Regions from separate parts of the Mus musculus genome. Here region 2 is linked to region 1. Evidence: chromatin contacts called from public HiChIP or PLAC-seq data. All regions are on one chromosome and are shown on one strand. Each heading gives the region's core, a stretch centred on a gene start, on an enhancer-like site or on the middle of the called end of the contact. The rest is flanking DNA. Distances are from core to core; before and after follow the strand shown. Region 1 holds the start of Adamts14 (a disintegrin-like and metallopeptidase (reprolysin type) with thrombospondin type 1 motif, 14). Region 2 overlaps Ppa1 (pyrophosphatase (inorganic) 1).

What was found. HiChIP or PLAC-seq counts read pairs in DNA pulled down with a chosen protein or histone mark.
Region 2: an H3K4me3 HiChIP or PLAC-seq map of embryonic forebrain shows a contact between it and region 1, with 4 times the contacts expected there. The contact joins the enhancer-like site here to the promoter of Adamts14 in region 1. A contact is called at or near these places in 4 of 39 promoter capture datasets (the 3T3-L1 cell line, hippocampal neurons and pre-B cells), 4 of 484 Hi-C or Micro-C datasets (cortical neurons, myocytes, nephron progenitors and 1 more) and 1 of 115 datasets of contacts at active chromatin or transcription factors (embryonic forebrain).

The regions. Positions count from the first base shown.
Region 1 is chr10:61,269,594-61,275,610 of GRCm38.p6, forward strand. Adamts14 (a disintegrin-like and metallopeptidase (reprolysin type) with thrombospondin type 1 motif, 14) reads right to left here and starts at 3,826. Exons shown (of 22, transcript NM_001081127.2): 1 at 3,563-3,826; 2 at 1,264-1,664. The coding sequence starts at 3,644.
Region 2 is chr10:61,658,499-61,664,515 of GRCm38.p6, forward strand. It overlaps Ppa1 (pyrophosphatase (inorganic) 1), which reads left to right. Exons shown (of 11, transcript NM_026438.4): 3 at 951-1,004; 4 at 2,414-2,533; 5 at 5,192-5,278. Among named protein-coding and RNA genes, the nearest start is that of Ppa1, 13 kb to the left of the region's middle. Within about 2 kb of position 3,568, at least 77 of the 459 cell types and tissues checked have an H3K27ac peak or open chromatin away from gene starts, as enhancers often do.

The DNA.
Region 1 (6,017 bases), core at 2,576-5,075:
CATTCTCGCTGCGGCCATCTGGTCCTTTTTAGATTTAGCAGAAGTAAACAATCGAGAGAAAGGTTAGAGGGCTGACCTTGGGCTGCCACACCCAGGTACACGGGGGACCAAGTGTGCACACACAGGCATCCAACACACACATATTTTGTGTGTGTGTGTGTGTGTATGAGAGAAAGAGAGAAGAGAGAGAGGAAAGATAGAAGAGAGAAGAGAGCAACAGAGAGAGAGAGTAAGGGTATCTTGAGGATGAGTGGCCTTGTAGAGTAGTCAGTGAAGAGCAGGGAGCTTCGAGGAAACACATGGAAAGAAGAAGATATGACATAATGACAGTGTGACCCCCGTCGTCTGAGCCTGGCTGGGAAGCTGGCTCACACAGTGTTAGCATCACCTGACATAATGACAGCTCACACGGTATTAGCATCACACCCCGTGTGTAAGGGCAGGGACCGGGTTGCATCCCCAGCTTCCAGAATGGAAGCAGAACTAGATGCAGAATGGATAAACAAATCCTGCTGCGGAGGAGGGGCCCAAGCCTATGATTTCAACACTAAGAGGCAGAGGCAGAGGCAGGGGGAATCTCAAGTTGTAAGGGTTACATGGAAAGACCTTGTCTCAATAAGCAAATAATGATAATAAAAATAAGCAAATAATAAGTAAACCCCTGCTTTAATCACAAGGAAAAGAAGCACAGAGATGTTAGTTAGCTTATCCAAAGCTGCACAGCTTTCAAGTGCAGCCACCAGTATACCCTACATCAGTATTTCTCAACCTTCCTAACACTGCGACCCCCTTAATACAGTTCCTCATGTTGTGGCAATACCCAAACACAAAATTATCTCTCTTGCTACTTCATAACTGTTATGAATCCTGAGGTAAATATCTGAGTGGCTGGTTGTCTTAGGTGACACCTGTGCAAGGGTCACTTGACCTCCAAATGGGGTTGTGACCCACAGGCTGAGAACCACTGCCCTAGACTATGCCTTTCTCAGCCCTGTTTTAGTCTGGGCCCAGAGGTCCCCACAGGTAGCTTGTTGGTGAATTCCTGGTGAGGAAAACCATTAAAAATGTACTGTCTCACTAGGACGATCTCACACCTGGCAGAGCCTGGCACCCAGCAAGCCACGGTGATGCCCATTTGGAAGACAGACAGGCCATTGACATGTGTTGTAGTATACCATTTCCTTGGAAATCCCAAATCTATAGGGGGCTCTGGGTTGGGGAAGGAACTTGATGTACAACAGGAGTAAAAGTGGTGTCCCTTACCAATCCATCACAGTTGCTGATGGCCACAGCTGCCCCGGGCATTCCAGTGACACCTCCAGTGTACACACACTCCTGCTGCAAGGGTTGTCGGAAGAGTTCCCGAAAGTCCTCCTGCCATTCCACCGGGGCCCCTGGGGCCACCAACCTCCGGTTCGGCTGCAGCCTCAAGTGAAGCAGCTTCCCAAAGACAGTCACATTAAAGTAGAGGAAATGCTGCCTCGGACCGCCAGGCCTCGGGGTCTCTCTTTCCAGGCTCAGGGGGCTGCGAGCCACGCGGAGGTGGCTCCGTGGTGAGGGAGCTGCGGGGGCAGACACCACATGGGACAAGAAGCGTCCCTGGAAATCTGTGCTGCAAGGCACCGTCACAACATAGTCGTGAAGTTTCCCAGAGAGGCGCAGGTCTGTTGGAGGTAAACACAGAGTCACTTTACTATGCACTGTGCAGAGGTTAAGAGGAAGATGGGAACCCAGGGATGGGGGGTCATAGGGTGAGGGTGGAGATGATGAATAGGCAGCCCTGAGCATCACTTATCACAGGTCCCTTAGCCTCAAGTTCAAGTACCTTCTGCCCATTGCTACCTGAGCCCCCACCCCCACCCCCCATTCAGTCTGAACTTGGCTGAATGGCATTCAGGTAGACATAAATGTGTGAACATACATTCGCTCTGTGGCCATCGGCATATATATATACATATATATATATATATATATACATATATATATATGTATATATATGTGTTGTGTGTGTGTGTGTGTGTGTATGTGTGTGTATGTATATATATATACATACACACATATACATACACACACACATATACATATGTATATGTGTATATATGTATATATATACATACACACATATACACACACATATATACATATGTATGTATATGTGTATATATACATATATATGTATATGTGTGTATATGTGTGTGTGTGTATATATATATATATTAGAAGTAAATAAATGATGTCAAACAGAGTCCTGTCATCAGAGCAACAGGCCTTCCAACCTTGAGCACTGCTTAGAAAGGGCTGAAATTCCAGATCTGCCTCAACTCCCCCAGTGTGCTGAAGTCACCAGCCCGGCCTGGGGCAGGGCCCTTGCCAAGCTCCCAAGAGTGTGGCTGCCAAAACAAACACACCTAGAAACCCAGGGGACCCTGGCTCTTGACACAGAGAGAGGAGGAGCTGGAGGAGGAAGCGAGGGAATGTACCGTTATATATTTTTCCGAGGTTAGAAAGGAAAGATTTTTTTTAAAGCATCACAGTGGCTGTGAGATTTCTGCACTGTCCAGCCCCAAGCAGGATAAATATAGAGCTTCCAAAATAAAAAGAGACACAGGGGGTGACCTGCCCACTTGGGCTGACTTAAGTGTGAGGTCATGGCCCCAGGCTGTAGGCCATTTGCCAGTGGGCCCCATCCTCACCCGCCCCAGCTTTCTCCCTGTGAACGGCCAGTCAGAAAAGACAGCTCATTGGCTTCCAGGCCTGGTGATTCATGGACACAAGTTGGAAGGAGTTTTCACTCTCCACAGTTCCGTTTCTTGCCTCCTCAGCTCGCAGCACTGATAAAACACACACAAAGGAAGGATGCACCCTTGAGATCCCCCAGGACACTGTACTCGGAGTATGGTGCTCCTTTATCTCTTAGCTGGACAGCTAAGATTGCAGAACCCAAAACTGCGCAAGACCGGTCCCACTTGGGCACATGAACCCTGTTTGGAAATAACTAGAGCCTTTTCTTGTTTGCCTAAAAGCACCTGAAGGGTACCCGTGCTGTGAGATGTGTGTGGTATGTCTCTGCTCTCTTCCTGGGAGACGGTCTACAGTGTCTGAGGATGCTATGGAGGAGAATTAGGGTACAAACTTCTTACTGGTCAGAAGCAAGAGTGCCCACAGTTTTCTTCTATGGGAAGCAATCATCTGTTAGCCTGATTCTGTGTGAGACATCTTAGACATGCACACTCAGAGGCGCACGTGCAAACAATCCCACAAGTGGAGACAGGGCATTGAAAGATCAATGGCGGAGGGTTGGGGTGGTGAGGGGAAGGGTGGGTTGTGACTTTTCTTCACTGGAAGAGTTCCCAATCCTCTCCTGCAGGTCACACTACCTCCAGTGACAGGAAAGGGACAGGGATTACTAGAAGCAGCCAAAGCTAAGCAACTCAACCCACACCAGGCGCACCGCCTTCCACTCCCCTCGAACTCTGCCTGGTTGGCTCCTGCATCCAGGAGCCACTCTGGCCGCCAGCACCCCCAGAGACCCCACGTCCCCGCGCGCCCGGCCCGCACGCACCTGGGGTCTGACTGCCGGCGGCGGCACAGAGCGCGCAGTACCAGGGCAGCAGGCAGTGGAGCAGAGCTCGGAGCCAAGCCATGTGGCTGCGCGGGGACGGGGACCTCCAGGAGTCAGAGTCCCGGGACTGCCGGATCGCAGAGCAGCCGGCAGCCTCCGCCTCCTGCTGGCCCGTTCCCGGCCCCCCAGCACGGCGCCCTCACTGTTGGCTCCAGCGGCGGTAGCTCAGTCCGCCCGCGCTGTCCCGAGCCGCAGGGACTCGGCGAGCCGGGCTAGGGGCGCGGGGCGGGTACACGGGCGGGGCGGGGCGCGCGGCTCGGGCGGGGGGCGCGGGCGCCGGGGGCGGGGGCGGGCCTGGCGAGCTAAGGCATGCGGCCCGGATCGGAAGTGCCACGCGGAGCCCGCGCAGGGGCTCCCGGCGTACGGGGTGATCGTCCCTTCAGACGCCAGAGCTTTCCGGAGTCACGGCCTGATCCTCTTCCCATAGCCGCTCCTCCCCGTTTGCAGGCTCTGTGACTACTCCAGAGCCACCGCACCCAGGAGTGTCCCCATTGAATTTTGAAGGCGCAGATTGGGAGCTTCCCCCTCCCCTGTCAGGATGCCCAACTAGCTCCTGACCCCTTGAATCGTCCCACTTTGCAGATGATAGCGCTGTGGACTGTCAGGTCACAACGATATGAGGGGGTGGGGGGGCTGCAAGGCTTTACAGCCCAACTGCTCGTATGGAAATCCTGGTGCTGAGTCTCAGTTTCTTCATCTGTGGCATAATTGTTAACCACAGCACGCAAAAGATGAACACCCAGCGTGTCCACCCCTGTCACAGTACTGAGCACGGTAGTGCAAGGAACACAGCGTCCACAGGCTGAGCAGATGCTGTCTTGGCAGCTCGCTGAGAACAGTTCCACAGTCAGGGCCCAGAGCCCAACAGAAAACCCCATGTTCTTGCTTCACTTTACAAGTATGTCCTTAATAATTTGCAATGAGACTCGAATTCAAACTACTCACAGGTGGAAACTTAGAGCAGGGAGGATCTGATTGGCCTTGCTATTTTGATTTTGTTGTTGTGTTTAACTGTGGCTATGGCTTTGAAATGATGCTGGGGTCTGGGGTGGCCAGCTCATTTCTGAAGTCAGCTCAGAGAGCTGATACCCATTATACTCCAGGTAACATGGAAGCACTCAGTTAGAAATGTCACCAACCAACCACCAGATGAATAAATGTTAAGTCTTTCTCTTAAAGACCTGTGAGGTCATGACAAGGTGTGTGTGTGTGTGGGGGGGGCTGTGTGAAGCTGATGGGACAAGAAGTGGGTCAGTATTGAAGGAGAGTCAAGGAGAAGACCAGGCTGTAGGCTACAGAGGTTCATCCCCAGAGCTCTGCCAATCGAAGTGGTTCTAAGATAAGGGCTTGACTTCCCAGGACCTCAGTCTTCCAAGCTGTAAATTGGGAACAGATGTGGCAAGTGACATAAGGATAGCTCACTTGCTCCCTCCTGAGAAGCCATCCCAGAGAAGATTCCTTTAGAAAGCCCAGGCACCCTGGCCAGATTCCAGCAACTCCTTCCTGCCCCCAACAGAGCAAGCCCTGAAGAATAGACTTGTAGCTCCGACCCCCTGAGTCTGAGTCATGAGCTGTGAGCTGGGGCCTTCCCTGGAACCAGCCTTGGTAAAGAGAAATTAAAACCTCATCCCCTTTCTCTGCCCCCACTCCCTTCCCTGGGGCTACAATGGTTGCTTGTGTTGGCCAAGGATTATGTGTCCAGACCCTTCTCTACTGAGAAAGGCTTTGTTAGGGAGAGGGCACTGGGGACACAAGGTAAGGAGGCAGCTGGGTGGCCTTACTCCAGAATGTGAACAGGGCTGTGTGGAGCAACCACTGCCTTAGGCTGGAGACCCTCCTAGGAAAGCGAGTTCTGGCATTTCTCAGGCTAATGCCTTAGGACTTTGCACAGGAATAAGTAGCTTGGTGGGGAAGGCAGGTGGCACTCTCTGGGGAGTGGCCTTCCCACACCTATATCCAATGTTCAATGCCAGGTTCCAGTGCAGCGAATGCTAGGTGTCATTTGTCCCCAGTCAGAGGAGATTGGCTCATGTTCCAGTAAGCTTTGAGTCAGGTGAGAGAAGGCTGGAGGATAGTGGATGGGGGAGAAGGGTTAAGAGTAAGGATGCTGGGGGGGGGGGGCATGAGTGGGGGTGGTGCGTGGGGGGAGGAGCCTAGAGAAGACAGGAAAGCCCAGTGGATAGCAGGACATTGCCCTGTCTGGGGGGAGGGCCATGCACAGAGAGGAGGTGGACCAGCCTGCCTGTAGGGAGTGTCCCACACAGAAGGAAAGGCAGCATTAGCTAGATGCTGTGGTCTAGTTATCCAAGAGGGGAGGGGGAGGCGGATGGGAAGAGGGAGGGGGGAGAGGAGATGGAGCGCTGAAAAGTAACACTGCAGTAGCAAGTGTAGAGAG
Region 2 (6,017 bases), core at 2,318-4,817, 390 kb after region 1:
GTTTCTTGGTAAAAATTACAGTTTGGACAAAATGATGTTCCGTTTCCACCCAGGAGTCTTTGTTAAATCTATCTTTGACTTGACGTGTGCATTTTAAAACTGCTGGCTTCTGGGGACTTTTGCCTGTGAATGCAGGAGTCTATGTTTAAGATGTGCTTACACTAGAATCCCATCAGTTAGAATATCAGAGAGCAGGGGGGCTGGAGAGATGGCTCTGTGGTTAAGAGCACCAACTGCTCTTCTAGAGGTCCTGAGTTCAATTCCCAGCAACCACATGGTGGCTCACAACTATCTGTAATGATATATGATGCCCTCATCTGGTGTGTCTGAAGACAGACACAGTGTACTCACATATATACATGTAATAAATAAATAAATAAATAAATCTTTAAAAAAAATATCAGAGGGCAGGCCTACCATTAGTGTCAACCCCTAGTTCTCTTCGGAAGGACTTCGAGAAACAGCCAAATTTGGAGAATCCTGTGGGTAATCTGGCTGATTAATATTGGGGTTGAAGCAGGGGCTCGTCTAGCTCAGGTGTGTCCCACGGTGCACCGGAAACCTCCTCTGAGTAATTTACAGGACACTGCAAGGAATGGCAGCAGCCTTTGGAGGTGGCTTTTCTGAAGACAGCCATTTCCAGAGAGAAGATGTCTTGTGTTTGTTGAAAACCTATCCTCCTTTTTATGAGAAACTCCCAAATACTGGAGTATTTAAAACAAGAAAAATTTAAAACAGGAAAGTTTAGAGTATTACACGCTGTGAGTAACCATGCATCCATGGCCTTGAGTCTTCCATATTCTGTCTGCTCACCCCACCCACTTCGATGAAATTTCCTTAACTTCGGTTGTCTGGTAGAGTTGGTAGTTTAGCTTCAGAGGAAGAGAGGTGAGCCATGCCGCAATAAGGCCGGGTGACTTGTGCTTGTCTCACTGTCTCTCTTGTTCCAGGATGTGTTCCACATGGTGGTTGAGGTTCCACGCTGGTCCAACGCCAAAATGGAGGTAAGAGAGCTCGTCAGACTTGGCATGTCAGTTATCTTTATCAGATTCTTTTTAGTTAATGTATGGGTCTGAGTGTGCCACTTATATTGAGGTACCTGCGGAGCCCTGCAGTGTGTAGGAGCGGCTGCAACCCAAGTTACAAATAGTTGTGAACTGCCCAGTGTGGCACTGAACTGGCTTCCTCTCCATGAGCAGCAGGCTTTCTTCCTGCTGAGCCCTCTACTACCCAGCCCCATGTGTGTTCATTAGTTTTTTATCCAGCCAAACTGATTTGTTTAAAGATGAGAAGTATCCAGGCGTCTGGTCTCCTGTGTCTGGTCTCACTGTTCCCCGTCTCTGCCTCCTCAGCTCCAGGTACCCTTACTCCTGTGTTGGCAGCATACCTGTCCCAGGATGTTCTCCCAGGCCTCTGCTTGTCCCACCCACTGCCTCTGATGGCCCCAAAGTGGCTTGTCAATGTTTGCTTCTGCTTTCTTTTCTCTTTTTGTCTTATTGAGGTAAGGTGTGGCTGTACAGCCCAGGCTGCCCTTCAGCTCCTTCCCCTCCTCTTGTCTTAGCCTCCCAAATGCTGGGGCCACATCCAGAACATCTCAGCAGGAAGAGCTCGGTGGCCTTGGCTGAGTTTCTTTTCTTTCCGATGGCAGACAGTGACGTGGCTGCCTTTCCTTATCGATCCTCACTTTATATCACTTGGATTTTTGTTTTTGTTTTTTGAGACTGGGTCTCCCTATGTAGTCCTAGATGTCTTAGAATTCCCTATATAGACCAGACTGGCCTCTACCTTACAGCATCTGCCTGCCTCTGCCTCCTGATGGATGGCTGGGATTAATTATGGTCGTTCACCACCATGCCTAGCTTCCTTAGGTGTTTTGTTTGTTTGTTTGTTTGTTTGTTTGTTTGTTTTAACAGTGACCACACTTGCATTTGCTACACTCTCAGATGTTTGAATAACTTTAACTAGAAAGGAAAACTGACGTTGGATAATAATTATTTTGTACGTTTCCTAAGGCTCTTATTGTTGTTTTTAATTGCAGTTATTTGTTTAATAATTTATATGCGTGTGGCTGTTGGTGGCGGGCAGAGGTCAGCTTGCAGGCCATCTGGGGATGAAGCCCAGCAGTGCTGCTCTGTGGCCATCTTGCCAGCACAGTGCCCTTCCTCGGGGATGCTGGTGTTTGGTCCAGCTCGTCTTACTTCTTGGTTCCTGGAATTAGTGAATGTTCTTTTTCTCTTCTCTATGTTGTTGTGCATAACAGCTGTCGGAGGAGCTTTTAGTTCAGTTTTCACCATGTCAGGGATGAAACAAATCCTGAAGTTGGAATAACGGAGGGGGGATCATGCCTACATAATTTGTTTTCTTGGATCCTGACTCCAGCAGTGTTGCACACCCATCTGGCATTTCATTTCAGATTGCTACAAAGGACCCTTTAAACCCAATCAAGCAAGATGTGAAAAAGGGGAAGCTCCGCTATGTGGCGAATCTGTTCCCTTATAAAGGGTATATTTGGAACTACGGCGCCATCCCTCAGGTACGTGTCCAAGAGCCTCCTTACTCGCTAAAAATGTACTTTTTTTTTCTTTTAGCTTAGTAAAAATTAACTCACTTTTGATCAAACGTTTAAATGCAGAAAATACTGGCTATCACAGAGCAGAAAAGCACTGGATGGGATAATTTTATTTTAAACATTTTAATGACTTATTTCCAAGGTTAACTAGAAGGAATATGTCTATGTTTAAGCTCAGATTTTCTAAAATGTTCCGTTTTCTATGGACTCATTTTAGACTCCCGACTGTACATTCTTCACAGACTTAGTATTGTGTAGTGAGAAGAGGGAGCCTTGGTACTTAAAGCCTTGGTTCTTAGCCAAGCTTAGGGGCACACTCCTGTTAGCCCAGCCTGCAGGGCACTCTCCTGTTAGCCCAGCCTGCAGGAGGACTGACATAAATTGGAGGAAACCCTGGTCTACATGGCCAGTTGTAGGACAGCCACAGCTACATAGTGAGAGCTTGTCTCTGAAAAACACAGCCAGAATTAAAGGTGCCTGCCAGACACTTGGTGACCTGAGTCCTAAAGTCCCATGGCAGAAGGTGAGAGCTCACACCTACAGGTTGTCCTCTGACCTTAATGGGACATATGCCCACACACACTAACACATGCAAAAAAAAAGACAATTTTAAAATGGAAGTTAACACCAAAAGGCTTGATTTCTACCCAGATATCACATACACCTCCGAACTCAGCATTCCAGAGGCTGGAGCAATACTGAGAGCCGAAAGTTTACCTTTAGCAAGACTCTTGTCACCAAAGACTCTCACACCAAATGGTGGTGCAGACACAGTGGTCTCCCTCTGTTCCTCGGAGACACAAATCACACTCAACCTGGACAGTTGTTTGGAAGAAAAGAGCCCTTACTGTCTTTCTGCCCGTGTGCATTCTTACTGCCTTGTACATGGAGGCTTGGTTCTCCTGAGGTCAGAAGCTTTGGGTCAGGATCACGGCGAGCTTTCTTCTTACACAGCTGGAACCTTGTTTTCCTGTCTATCGCAAGCACATAGTAAGGCGTTGCTTAGTTTTTGGATGGTGAGTCATCAGGCTTTGGTGGGGGTGCCGGGGTTAACCCTAGCACTCAGAGGCGGAGGACAGCAGATGTCTGAGTTCAAAGATTGCCTGGGGCTGGCTGCACAGAAAAACCCTATCTTAAAAAATCAGGAACAAAAGAGACTTGTAACTGTTATTAGTAAAGGACATACATTTGATCATGCGACACTTAACACATATCCAATTTAGTTTTTCCTGTGGGTAATGGTTTGTTCCCTATTCATCATTAGGTGATATTAAGTGGCATCATTGTGAATCATAAGTTACTAGCATATAGGTCAGACTCATCTAGTTTGTTGGGTAATCACAGAGTCATTTGTCTGTCCCAATTACCGCACTTGAGTTGATTTGGTATTTGGCTTTGATGTGTGGTCCCTGTGGGGACACAGTGCTGAGCTCTTCTTCTCGGGGCGGACTCCTGCCTTCCTGGTATTGGAAGCAGTCTTGCTTTATCCCGTTCACTTTGATCTTTTTCCTCTAGCTGAAGAGGGAAGTAAATCCAAGTCATAAGTGTGTTCTGCTGAGGAATAAAGGAACCTAACAGCAGCTGCAATTTAAGCCCAACAGCCGGCCGCACACTTGATCAGTTCTTTGTGAGATGCTCTGCCGAGTCTCTGGCCTGCAATTTAGCAAAGAGAGAAAGGCAGTAATTTAAGCTTTTCAGCCTTGGCTCCCAGCCAGCAAGGCTGCGTTCACCATCAGAGGTTATCATTTCCATTCCGGGCTCTCTGGGTGGCAGAAATCTGTGATGAAGAGACTCCAGCTGATAGGACATAGATGGCGTAAGTACCCAGAGCAGCTCAGCAGACTCAGAGCCTTGCACATGCTAGACAAGTGCTCTCCTACTGAGTCACACACCACATCACACCCCCACCCTGCCCACCCTTAGCCCTTAGTGTTTGAGACACCAGGGTCTTTGTGTGTGGCTTAGTAAGACCTCTGTAGCCTGGAACTTGAGCTCCTGCCTCGGTTTCCACGTGCTGGGATTACAGGCACGCACCATCATATGACTTAAGTGTTCGAAGCAGGATCATTTTCTTGTTTTGGGTTTTGGGCTTTTGAGTCAGGACGGCACTGTGTAGCCATGGCTAGCCTAGAACTCATAGGGATCTGCCAGCGTCTGTCTCCTGGGATCAAAGGCACATATTGACACACCTAGTTTCATTCTCTGTTCTGAAGCTTACATTTAGCTTAGCATTATATGCATAATCGAAGCTCCAACATTTCATTATAATTCTTCTCTATAGTTAAAAGTTCTTAAATGGAAATTGTAAAGTTTGTTTGTTCGTTTGTTTTTTTCCTTGACAGTTTCTCTATGTAGTCCTGGCTATCATGGAACTCATTCTGTAGATCAGTTTGGCCTTGAACTCAGAAATCCGCCTGCCTCTGCCTCAGCTGTGCAGGATTCTAAGGCGTGCACCCCCACATCCAGCCTGTAAAAGTTTTAGAAGCAGCTGGTAGCTGGTTTGTATTTTTTCAGCAGATCTCGTGGGGGTTGCACTTGTTCAGCAGCGTGTGTGTGTGTGTATGTGTGTGTGTGTGTGTGTGTGTGTCAGAGTGCTGCACTCTAACCCTCGCTTTGTTTTAGACATGGGAAGACCCAGGACACAGTGACAAGCACACTGGCTGCTGTGGTGACAACGACCCAATCGATGTTTGTGAAATCGGAAGCAAGGTAATGAAGTTGAATTTTCCCTGTGACATTAAAATTAACGACTCATACCAGTTTCTGTTTTGAAAATTAATGTGAATGAACTGTGAGCACTGGTGAATAGTCAGGCCTCCTGAAGGCTTTGGGACGATCTGTGAAGGACTCAGCCAGGTTCTCCAGATGTGAGAAGTGGGCTCTTGTTCTAAAATTCAAGAGCTCAAGCTCGGCAGAATAAGGAGCAACTCAAACCAATGTTGTTAGATTCCATTTTTTTTTTTTTTTTGAAAAAATGTCATTTATTTTTATTTATATGAGTACACCGTAGCTGTCTTCAGACACACCAGAAGAGGCATTAGATCCCATTACTGATGGTTGTGAGTCACCATGTGGTTGCTGGGATTTGAACTCAGGACCTCTGGAAGAGCAGCCAGTGAGTGCTCTTAACCACTGAGCCACCTCTCCAGCTCTTTTGTTAGATTCTTTAGTCAGAATTTCTGTCTGTTTTGTTGTGGTTCTGGGGGTTAACCTCAGAATCTCAGAATGCTAGGCAGGTGAAAAATGTAAGGACATATGACTAGCTTAGTTCAATGGCTTCAACAAACGATAAAGCTTAGTACAATTGTGTCTAAAATGAATTATAGAGGCCTTATTTAGGACAGCCAAAGACACCTTAGAAAAGTTTAAATCCCCTGAACTATGCTGCTGTTTTCTTATGGCTCACAGGAGATGAAGTTCTGGAGCTAGACAAATGGCTCTACGATTA